Regions from separate parts of the Danio rerio genome. Here region 2 is linked to region 1. Evidence: chromatin contacts called from public Hi-C data. All regions are on one chromosome and are shown on one strand. Each heading gives the region's core, a stretch centred on a gene start, on an enhancer-like site or on the middle of the called end of the contact. The rest is flanking DNA. Distances are from core to core; before and after follow the strand shown.

The links. A called contact is a pair of places that touch in the nucleus more often than the background predicts.
Region 2: a Hi-C map of an unstated tissue shows a contact between it and region 1, with 2.6 times the contacts expected there. The contact joins the promoter of myoz2a here to the promoter of frem1a in region 1. A contact is called at or near these places in 2 of 18 Hi-C or Micro-C datasets (caudal fin and an unstated tissue).

Annotation. Positions count from the first base shown.
Region 1 is chr7:75,181,975-75,188,699 of GRCz12tu, forward strand. frem1a (Fras1 related extracellular matrix 1a) reads left to right here and starts at 5,096. Exons shown (of 37, transcript NM_001190308.2): 1 at 5,096-5,222.
Region 2 is chr7:75,378,669-75,385,033 of GRCz12tu, forward strand. It overlaps myoz2a (myozenin 2a), which reads right to left and starts at 2,067. Exons shown (of 6, transcript NM_200899.1): 1 at 2,049-2,067.

The DNA of each region.
Region 1 (6,725 bases), core at 3,846-6,345:
GGCTAATTCGTATGAATTCGTACGATCTAATTCGTACAATTTAGTACGATTTGCTTATCCCCCAATAACGGTTGGGGTTAGGGGTGGGGTTAGGTGCCACGCCTCCTTTTTAAAATCGTATCATTTCGTACGACTGAAATCGTACGAATTCGTACAATTAGCCACTAAACTGGCAAAACGTAAAATACTTACGTTTTCTCGTGAGATCAGGCTGAAAACATCACATAGTAAAATGTCTCTGGCCCAGCTCTGGCCCACACAACCAGCTTTTGCTTGGCCCACATGCCACGATGAATTACAGTACATGACTGGACCAAGTCTGGTTTCCAGCAAGGGCCAAACATGGACCATCTGGGCCAAGTCTCAGCCAATTTAATAACCCATAACTGGGCCTGAACTGCTGAACTGATATGTTGGTGTGTCACGACTGCAATGAAATTGATGAACCCATGAAGCATTGCCCTTGCGCTATATGGGCGTGCTTTTTCTCAAAGCGACCTGATTGGTAGAATTTTTGTCTTTTATTCAAAAATAATAAAAATGTATTTTAAATGTGGGTCAAGAGAGGCCAAACTTACATGGCCCACATATCCATTATTAGCATCTGGGCCAAATACTACTTTTGATAAATACCTGCTGTGCCAGCTTCATGCCAATTCTGGGCCAGAATTTTTTGCCACCTGGGATAGATCGATTGATGCCAACTCCCCGAAAAAAATGCTTTTATATGTAAATAATGGCAGAAAACATATTTGTATGATGATTTGTTTTTTTTATGAGAGCTTTTTATTTAGTTGACTCAACTTTTTTAACTCTCTCCCAGTACAGGGTTGCAGCTGGTTCCTGTAATTTGCACCCTGTTTAGTGGTATGATGTTTTTCATTCATTTTCTTTTTTCGGCTTAGTCCCTTTATTAATCTGGGGTCGCCACAGTGGAATGAACCGCCAACTTATCCAGCATGTGTTTTTATGCAGCGAATGCCCTTCCAGCTGCAACCGATCACTGGGGAACACCCATACACTCTAATTCACACACATACACTATGGACAATTTTAGCTTACCCAATTCACCTATACCGCATGTCTTTGGACTTGTGGGTTAAACCAGAGCACCTGGAGGAAACAAACACGAACACAGGGAGAACATGCAAACTCCATACAGAAATGCCAACTGACCCAGCCGAGGCTCAAACCAGTGATCTTCTTGCTGTAAGGGGACAGCACTACCTATTGCGCCACTGTGTCACCGGTATGATGTTTTTTTAAAAATAACTATATATATATAGTTATATATAACTATATATATATATGCCTAATGTGTCTTGTCAAATGTCTGTACGAGTGTATGCTGTAATTATAACCTGCCTATTATCGAGGATAAATAAACAGCTTGACCTGACTTTTCTGAATACAGTACATCAGAGGTGATTTAAACTCCCAAGAGCGACCTCTAGTGTCAGATTTCAATAACATGTCGATAAAATCAATCTAAAAGGAAATAGTTTCACTGTCATTTGTACTTATGGAACTTATTTAAAACTTAAAGAGAAATAAATCCTGAATACGTTTGGTACACATAACGTATAGTTTAACCCTGACACCCTTACTGATCCAGATGCATCCAGACATGCAGGCTCTATAATAATATCAGGAGAATCAGATCGAATGAAGATTAAAGCTGAGGTAGCTTCTGTCATATCTTGCTGTTTGAATTGTGCTTATTTTTATAATATTCACATGAAAAGAATCACATTTCTTGACTCCACAAACTAAATTGTTGACTTTTCTCACAAACTTCAATGAATCTGTTTTATGAGAAGAGACACAGAACTGTGCAGTCTAATGAAAGGAAACTGAAAGAGCAGTGTTTGTTGACTTTTTATCTTTTTACACTCACTATGGCAATAACCTCAGATGAATGTTGGGAAGTGTCAGATACTTGAGTGTTATTTTTAAATTATTAGATGTCATTCTGACCCTTTGCCTCTATAATCCTCACAGAAATGTAGGAATGTTCTCAGAACGTTCTGGTAAGTTTCAAATGTTATGAATAAAGTTTCTTGCTCATTAATCTGCCAGTGGAGTAAGCAAAATAATCCTGTTTTCGCTATGGCAGACTATATTACTTGTTCTAAGTAAAAACGCACTTAATTTTGAACTATTATTACTGAAAACAAGACAATCTTTTGTTTGTCTTGAAAATGCTTCTTGATTTAAGAATCTTTAACTATTTGGACTAGAAACAAGACAAAAACTCCAAGTAAAAAAAGCATTTTTTATATGCAGTACAAAAAACAACAACTGTAGTCCATATTATTCATAAAACACCTATTTAGAGACACTTACCAACTAATTTCCCCCCTCCTGTGAACAAACATGCTATTTTTTGTCATTTAGACCAGAGGTTCTCAAAGTGGGGGTCGGGACCCCCTGGGGGGTCGCTGGACAATGACAAGGGGTCGCTTGGTGATTTCCAAAACTCAAATAAATTTTATGAAACTTTTTGAATTACCATATTTTTTTCATAACCCACGGAAGATAGTAAATCATTGCATTAAAGAAACAACAACATACCATAAACAACCATCAGTCTTTAATTTTTATATTATATTATAACAATATATAAATATATATATATATATATATATATATATATATATATATATATATATATATATATATATATATATATATATATTTGAAAAAATAATTTTTAGATATTTGGACTATATATAAGCCAAATAAACTCCAAATAAGAAAAGTATTTTTTTTGTAGGCAGTAATATTTTGGTAACACTTTACAATAACAGTACATGAATAATGGTGTATTAATATGTAAACTAAACATTACTATATTATGAATTAATGATGAGCTAAGGTATGCACTAATCATGAATTACCTTTAACTACAGAATGAGTTCATGTGTGAATGATGACTACCTTAATTACTTGTTAGTTCATGTTGTTAATTAATGTATTAATTAACATTTAAGTTTAAGCTAAATGTAAATAACATGAACTCATGAGCTGTTAATGTATAGTTATGTCATGACTTTACTTGGAGGCGCACATCACTATTAACTCATCCTTAACTACTCATGAGCTCCTGTTCATGTTGATGCTGACAAAACACTTTTCTATGGTTATTCAGTGTAAACTCACTAGTTGGACGTGCATAAGGAGTTCATGAGTAGTTAAGAATGGGTTAATGATGATGTGAACCTCCAAGTAAAATCACAACATAATTATACATTAACATATCATGAGTTCACCATGGTTAAATTAAGCATAAACTAATATGGTAATTAATACAATAATTAACAATCATGTACTAACAAGTAATTAAGGTAGTCATCACTCACACATGAACTCATATGACTCATGTTGTAGTTAAAGTTAATTGATGATTAGTGCAGACCTTAACTCATCATTAATTCATAATAAGCTATTGTTTAGTTTACATATTAATACATCATTATTCATGTACTGTTATTGTAAAGTGTTACCAATGTTTTTTAAAGAAAAAACAAAACAGCAGCAGCAACAACAATAACAACAACTGTAGTCCATATTATTTATAAACCCATTTAGAGACTCTTATTAGCTGATTTCCCACCTTCTGTGAACAAACATGCTATTCTGCGAGGTAAAAAAAAGTGCACTAAAATGCACTTTATTTAGTACACTTCTCAGTAATGTACTAAAAGTGCTCTATTTTCGCACACTAATTTTGTACTTAATGTACTAAAAGATAGAATTAAGTATGTTAAGATAAACTTAATACCATCTAAGTGTACTCAACTGTGCTATTTTAAAACACCCTGATGTTGAACTTAAATGTGCCTTTAACATACCATATCTGTATTTTTAAAAATACATTTAGTTACAACTAGAAATACACTTGAACCCTAATTTTAAACATTTAAATGTATTTATGAGTAATTTAAAATATAATAGTAATTTATTAAAAGAATATACAAAATGTAAAAAAGTGTGCTAAATACTGTATTAAAAGTGCTCTATTTTCCCAAACTAATTTTGTATTTAATGTACTAATAATTTGTATTAAGTACTTTTTAAGATAAACTTAAGTACATCTAAGTGTACTCAACTCTGCTATTATGAGACACCATGAAGCTGATCTAAAATGTGCTTTTAAAATACTAAACATTTATTTAAAGAATATAGTTTGAAGGGATTCTGTGTGTACAAAGAAAACAGCATCTGCGCTTCATCAAAACACTTTAATCTTTTTGTGCAAAAAACCACAAGTCCAAAAACACCTTATGGAAGGGAACAAAAACTTAGCAAAAACTGAGAACACAAAAATTTAAATAAGATGCAACATTACAGCACATATGTGAAATGTAAAGACATTTTGGGAAAATGTACTTCTACTACAATACATTACTAATAGATTTTTAATAAAGTCAATTTAAGGTAAACTTAAATTTACCACACTCAAAATCAATTTAAGTGTTAGTGATAATATTGCATTTACATTAAGTGTACTAAAGTACAACTTTTGGGAAAATGAACTTCTACTACAATACATTACTAATAGATTTTTTATATATTAACTTATTTTAAAGTTAGGATTAGTATGTAAACAGTGTACTAAAAATCAACTAATGTTTAAAGCATTTAAAGCACACTTTTGAAAAACACACTAATAAAACTCTTTTGGATGTTTTTTCTGTAGTGTACTTTATTGTAGTACACTAAAAATTTATTTAAATATTACTAGTATTTGGTATACTTTAATCAAGTGTACTAAAGTCCTACTAAAGTATAAACATCATTTTAATTAGTATATTTATAATGTAAAACCATCAAACTTTTATTTAACACAAAAATAACAATGTACTAAAAATGTATTTGCGGGTATTTAAATGTATTTTAATTGCATTTAATTATATATTTTTTTCACCTGGGCTTTGTCATATAGACAGCCTTTAATGAAAATCTCCTCAATCTGTCATTATGTGACGCCGTGTTTTCTTTGATCTCTCTTTTTGGTCCGTCCTTTCTGTTTGCCTGTGCACTTTCTGCTCTCTCCGTACAGCCTCACTCCTCCCTAAATCCCCCAGTGCAGGACAGTCCCACCTCCTCCAGTTTTCCCATCTCTCCTCAGGAGTGTTTGGACGGCCATTGAGACTTTGTGCTGTGGAAAGCAGAGACCACAAACAACCGTTGTGGCGTGATAAGAGCCATGAGTTCAGGTAGGAACTTGTCTGATTTACTATGTGTTTGTTTTTCGTGTATGTGTGTGTGTGTGCTAGTGTTTTCATTCATGGAAATCCTATTAAAGGGACAGTTCAGCTGAAAATGAAAACTCTGTCATCATTTACTCACCCTTTACTTGTTCCAAAATCAGTTTGAGCCTCTTTCTTCTGCTTAACATAAAAGAAGATGTTTTAAAAAAAGCTGAAAAGCTGAAACCAATCCAGAAACATTTTCTAGACAGGCAAAAAAGATGGTCTTGTTTTCAGAAATAATAAGTCAAAGTCAAAAGATGTTTTGAAACAAGCTGGAAAACTAAAACCGACTTCCATAGGATTTGTTTTTCATACTGTGGAAGTCAAGATTGCAAACATGCTAGTGAGTTTTTCCTTAAAACAAGCTAAATATAATATAAATGTCATAAAATAAGTAAAATAAACATATTTTTTGCTTTGAAATAAGATTTATTTATGTTTGCTTTCACCATTGGCTGATTATTTTGCTTGTATTAGGGAAAAACTCACTAGCATGTTTGCAGAATTGACAACCATAGTATGAAAAACAAGTCCTATGGAAGTCAATGGTTTCAGATGGCCAGCTTATTTCTAAAAATCGAAGCTTATCTCTAAAAGTCTTTTGATTTTGACTTATTATTTCTAAAAACAAGACAATGTTTTTGCTTGTTTGGAAAATGTTTCTGGATTTAAAAATTGTTAGATATTTGGACTAGAAACAAGTAAAAAACTCTAAGTAAGAAAGGCTTTCTTTTTGTTTAGTTTTTTTGCAGTGGATGTTAACAGCTTTCCTCACAATATCTTAATTATTTTATGTTTATTAATTATTAAGTGAGTTCATTTTTGGGTGAACGGCCTCTTTAAAAATGAAGTCAATACATTTCAAAAAGACAATATTTTTTGCTTGTCTTAAAAAAGTTTCTTGATTTAAGACAGCGCTACCCACTGCACCACAGGGCCGCCCCCTTATTATTATTATTAATTTAAATTATTATTAACAACGCATACAGGTTGAAATAACAATATAATAACATATATTAATTCAACTACCCGGGCGACGCAGTGGCGCAGTAGGTAGTGCTGGTGCCTCACAGCAAGAAAGTCGCTGGTTCAAGTGAGTCAGTTGGCGATTCTGTGTGGAGTTTGCATGTTCTCCCGGCGTTCGCGTGGGTTTCTTCCGGGTGCTCCGGTTTCCCCCAATGTCCAAAGACATGCTGTACAGGTGAATTGGGTAGGCTGAATTGTCCGTAGTGTATGAGTGTAAATGAGTGTGTGTGGATGTTTCCCAGAGATGGGTTGCGGCTGGAAGAGCATCCGCTGCGTAAAAACGTGCTGCATAAGTTGGCGGTTCATTCCACTGTGGCGACCCTGGATTAATAGAGATACTAAGCCGAAAAGAGAATGAATGAATGAATGAATGAATGAATTCCTCACGCACAATTGAAATGCAATTTCTGAGTAAAAAAACAAACAAATCATTATCATGCC
Region 2 (6,365 bases), core at 817-3,316, 190 kb after region 1:
ATTATAAGATGTATTCAATTATAATACAATTTATTTGAAAAGGCAAATAAAACTTTTCCATCTGGGCCATTTGAAAAATGCATTAATGTTCAGCCCTTTATGAGTCTTAAAAAGTCTTAAATTTAACTTGGTGAAACCTGCAGAAACCCTGGAAAAGCTGGTTCGACTGGACCGAACACCCACCAGTGTTAATGTTCTAATGCACTAAAACTATTCAAAAATAAACTAGTTACAGTAATATATGAATATTAGATTTTAATCATACACATTTAAAAGAAAATCACCTTTAAAATTGCTCAAATTAAGTTCTTAGCAGTGCATATTACTTATCAAACCATACGCTTTGATATAATTGTTGTGAAATATTTACAAAATGTATGTAATTTTCTTTTAATTATGGCATTTACATTTACATTTAGTCATTTAGCAGACGCTTTTATCCAAAGCGACTTACAAATGAGGACAAGGAAACAATTTACACAACTAAGAGCAACAATGAATAAGTGCTATAGGCAAGTTTCAGTTCTGTAAAGTCTAAGAAGGGAAGTATTAGTAGTATTAGTTTTTTTTTTTTATTTATTTATTTTTTTGGGGTACAGTTAGTGTGATATTCAGAGAGGCAATTGCAGATTAAGAAGTGTAGTGGAGACTAAATAGTTGAGTTTTTAGTCGTTTCTTGAAAGTAGCGAGTGACTCTGCTGTTCTGATGCAGTTAGGGAGTTCATTCCACCAACTGGGCAGATTGAGCGTGAGCGTTCGTGAAAGTGATTTCTTCCCTCTTTGGGATGGCACAAAATAAATACTTTATTGGATCTCATACAATGTGCTTTTGGCTATTCCTACAAATATAAATGCGCTCTAAAAATGCTGGGTTGTTTTAAGCCAACATTGGGTCAAATATTGACAACTTTAAAGTTTTAAAATTGTTACGTAAATCTTTCAACTGAATTTAAATAACACTTTTAAACCCAATAGTTGGTGGTTTCCATAGTTGACCCAACACTGGGTTAAAGTAACCCAGCATTTTTAGAGTGTGTCCAACTCAAGACTTTACTTAAGTTTTGTGCTCCAAGGTCACATTTCAGTTTAGTTGTTTTTTTGTTATGCTAGTTTCAACTTAGAGTCTTAGCCTGTGTGTGCTGTTAGGCATGTGGGTGATTTTGACTCTTAATCTGGCATGACGTCCTCTGTTTCAGCAAATGGAATGACTTTTGGTAACAAATCTCTTTTTGGCACATATTTTGGGAAAATGCTTTTGGCATTTTTAAAAAACTCAACAATGCACTCTGGGCAAATTTACTACCCTTTTGTTATGTTCTGGGCTGTTTTTGCCCCCATTGACTTCCTTTATAATCACGTTTTTTGATTGCAAAGCCATGACACCTCTTGCATTCATGATTGTTGCTGGTTTTTCCTGTTAGGAAGAGATCAAACTTGTCATTTTCATTGTTTATCATCAGTTGCAGTGCAAAAAAAAAGCTTAGTTTCTAGCTTTTATATGTAGTACAGTGTGTGTGCTTGTGTATGTCTGAGAGAGAGAAAGAGAGAGAAAGACCTTTGCACATATACCTTGATATGCTTTATAAAATCAAAATAAACCTCTCAGCTCTCTAAACATAGTAAGTAGTAAGTGTATTTATGCACACAGACACTATAATCTGCTGTTTTATACCATGAAATTCCATATACTGTAAATGCCAGAAACTGTTTTGCACAGGCTATCACTGTCAACTGATTATCAACAATAAAAATGACAAATCTGACCTCTTCCCAGCAGAGAAAACCACCAACAATCAAGAATACAAGGTTGTATGCTGTCATGTCTTTGCAATCATAAAAATGTGGTTACAATGGAAGTCAATGGGGCAAAAACAGCCCCGAACATAACCAAAGGGTAGTCAATTTTGACAGTGCACAAGTACTGTTAGTAAGTGGAACTGACTAGATTCAACTTAAATATTGAAGCCAGCAACTTATTTTACAGTGCACACACAACCCACAAATTCATGCAATGCGATAATCACGTGCATCAGACTGGTTTACTATACCTGTGCTGGGTCAGTTGTGTCTGGATGAGGGCTGAATGTGCTTGTTCCCTGTGTGGGACGGGACTGAGACCCTCTGGACCGCAGGGGTGAAGGGTGTCAGAGGGAGGACCGGCTGCTCGTCTGTCCGCTTTCAATAGCACACGGTTATAAATAGCACTGATCACACACACTGACAGACGCACGTTAACCGTTTGGAGTGTAACGGAGACAGCAGGTGTCTGCTCAGGTTATGACTTCACTGTGTTTGCACAGTTCACTCATTACGGGTCGTTCTGGGGTTCGGGATTGGTCAAACAAAGTTGTGGTCAACATGGACGACACTGTAAAAAAATATCCGCAGTTTTTTGTATTTTGCGATTCATGTTTTTTATTTTAGCTCTGTTTATTTATGCATATGCATTATGGGATCTTGATCTTTCTTCCAGCAACTTTGAACCTAGAAAAGGTTAAAAACGAACCTTTATTAACATTTTTAATAGTTTAAAAGTGATATATTGTCTGAATGGTGTTGTATATGATGCTACAAAAACCTTGCCACTATACATATTCTGTTATTTTACAGACTTACGCTCACCGGCCACTTTATTAGGTACACCTGTCCAACTGCTTGTTAACGCAAATGTCTGATCAGCCATCAAATAATGTTAGTTCATGCTAACTCACAGTGCGTTAACTAATGTTAGCAAGCACAACTTGACACATGCTCTTTGAATGCATCCTTTGGAGGATGCAGACCCTGAAATGAGACGCAGCTACTGTGAGATGTAGGATCAGAACCAGGAGATGTAAAGCAAGAATTGAGATGCGAAAATCTGGAATTTTCTTCAACAATGAGCATTTTTGTCAGCCTCTTATGATTATGTTCAATTATTTCATATTAAAATCGATAAAAAAAAAACTATTCTTTGCCATAAAATTACAGAATTAAGAAAAGAGCCTGAAAAAAATGCTCATATTAGACGAACATTTCAGATGGCTCTTAGAGGTTTTCGCATCTGAACTCTTCAATTGTCAAAATTAGCTGGATGTAAAAGTAGATTACAAAAAGTCAGAACTACAAGATGTCAATTTTCAAGTGCAAGAAATAATGATCAGAATTTAGAGACACACAATCATAATTGTGAGATGTAAACTTTTTTTATTTGTAAAATGTAGGAATAGTTCTAGTTTTACGTCCTGCAAATTGAAATTTACATAATTATTTATGCCTCACAACTCTAAGTTGCGTCTTAGCCTTATAAGCATCCGTTTCATTAAAGTGTTAGGGAATATTTTTTGCATCCTATCTAGTATGGCCCCTGAAAAAAGTGTTGCATGCAGAACTCATTCATTCATTCATTTTCTTGTCGGCTTAGTCCCTTTATTAATCCGGGGTCACCACAGCGGAATGAACCGCCAACTTATTAAGCAAGTTTTTACGCAGCGGATGCCCTTCCAGCTGCAATCCGTCTGTGGGAAGCATCCACACACCAATCACACACACACTCATACACTATGGACAATTTAGCCTACCCAATTCACCTGTACCGCATGTCTTTGGAATGTGGGGGAAACCGGAGCACCCGGAGGAAACCCACGCGAAGGCAGGGAGAACATGCAAACTCCACACAGAAACACTAACTGAGTCGAGGTTCGAATCAGCGACCCAGCGACTTTCTTGCTGTGAGGCTACTGCACCACTGCCTCGCCCTGCATGCAGAACTGTTGCAAACAATTTATTTGTGTTGAATTTAAACAAACAAATTAAGTTTAATAATGTTCAACCTAATTTGTTTGTTTAAATTCAACACAAATAAATTGTTTACAACCACTTAACATAAAAAGTTGAGTAAATCCAATAAATCATCTCTGAATATTTTTTTTCAGCACTCCAACGTACGTTTTCCTTCGGCGTATATTATTTATCACAAGTAGCAGATTAATAGCAGAAGCCATATTTAAAACAGGGTTCAGTCTTCAGTGTCAGCTGCCGCATAGTTTGACGAGCACAAGTTCAGGCGTCCAGCCAGACCATCCCAAACGTTATATAACAAGACAGCGGTTTGTTACAGACTGAGTGCTGAAAGCAACTCTCCCCCAGGCCTGATTTCTAGACTGCTTGACGTCTGCACACACATTTCTCCTCTAAAAATCAAACTAAATCCATGTAGAGATTTCTGAACATGTTACTTTAATAGAGGTGCAGAGCAGGGTTTTGTTTCAGTCACTTTCAGAATGTGGAGCTGCAGACTGTAAATCAAACAAGCATTAATGTCCTAGCGGGATAGTTCATCCAAAAATGACTCTCTCTTGAGTGGTTTTAAGAGTTTCTTAATTCTGTTGAACACAAAACATTCATTCTGAAACACGTGTAGTAGGAAGGAAAAATAAAATAGTCTATAGTTGTTTTTCCTCTCAACATTCTTCAGCATATCTTCCTTCCTGCGTTCATTTATTCATTCATTTTCTTGTCAACTAAGTCCCTTTATTAATCCGGGGTCGCCACAGCGGAATGAACTGCCAACTTATCGGGCAAGTTTTTACACAGCGGATGCCCTTCCAGCCGCAACCCATCTCTGGAAAACACACACACACACACACACACACACACACACACACACACACACACACACACACACACACACACACACACACACACACACACACACACACACACACACACACACACACACACACACACACACACACACACACACACACACACACACACACACACACACACACACACACACACACACACACACACACACACACACACACACACACACACACAGGACAATTTAGCCTACTCAATTCACCTGTACCGCATGTCTTTGGACTGTGGGGGAAACCGGAGCACCCGGAGGAAACCCACACGAAGGCAGGGAGAACATGCAAACTCTACACAGAAACACCAACTGAGCCGAGGTTCGAACCAGCGACCTTCTTGCTGTAAGGCGACAGCACTACCTACTGCGCCACTGCCTTGCCTTTTCATTTATTCATTCATTCATAAATTTTCCTTTGGCTTAGTCCCTTATTTTTCAGGGATCGCCACAGCGGAATGAACCGCCAACTTATCCAGCATATGTCTTACACAGCGATACCCTTTCAGCTGCAACCCAGAACTGGGGAATACGTATACACTCTCATACACTACAACCCATTATAGTTTCTTCAACTCATCTATAGCGCATGTGTTTGGACTGTGAAGGAAACTGGAGCAAACCCACGGCAATATGGGGAGAGCATACAAACTCCACACAGAAATGCCAACTGACCCAGCCGGGACTTAAACTAGTGACCTTCTTGCTGTGAGGCGACAGTGCTAACCACTGTTGCTTCTTTTGTGTTCAACATAATTAAAATAAACTTGAAGTATTTTTTATTACCCGACCGACCCGCGGATTATCCGCAGCATCCGCAGATATAACCGCCATCCACGCATTACTAATGTACACTGTGTGAAGTTTATTCATAAACTAATTTCGAGAGGATCAGGTGCTTATGATTTATCACGGCGGGTCTCGCATTTGCTAATTATTATCTTCCAATCACACGAGCCCTAAGCTACTGTAAATAACCACAGTTTTCAGCTCATTTTATCTCCGTTTGGAAGAAACCCCCCTTCCTCCCCTATTCTCCTCCTTTACCTCTGATTGGGCGGCACGGCGGCCCAGTGGTTAGCACTGTGAGCCCCACAGCAAGAACACTGCCGGCCCTGGTCCCACATGACCGGTGGGTGTTTCTGTGAGGAGTTTGTATGTTCTCCCCGTGTCTGCGTGGGTTTTCCCCGGGTTCTCCGGTTTCCTCCCACCATCCAAAGACATTCAACATACATAACAATCAAGCTTTGTCTAACCCCTTGTGTTCCCTTAGCTACCGCAGCCGGGGAGTTCTGAGATCCACCGAGCTCAGGCTCCCCTCTTGCTCTGCCAACGGGAGGAAGCCCCGGGCTCGAGGAGCCCTTGAGCTCGGGGCTCTCTCCCGGGACAGCATGCCAAACAAGCTTTTATAAATCATCAGCTAAGTGTGAACTCTTGAAAACATGTAAAACTGAATCATGCAAGGAACATTCAAAAAGCAACTCATGTAAACACCTTAATCATATTATCGTCTTAATTAGATTAAGGCAAATCATTCTATTACTGATGTCCACATAGTCAATTGTGTGCTAGCAAAATAAACATTGTAGATTTTCATTTCACACAGACTTTAAAATAAAAACCCTAGAACTAACGTTCCTGTACTATTTGCAAAATAAAAAACAAATTCTTAATGACTTAAAATAATTACATTTTCTTAATGCTTTCGCTAATATTTGCATAAAGACTAAAA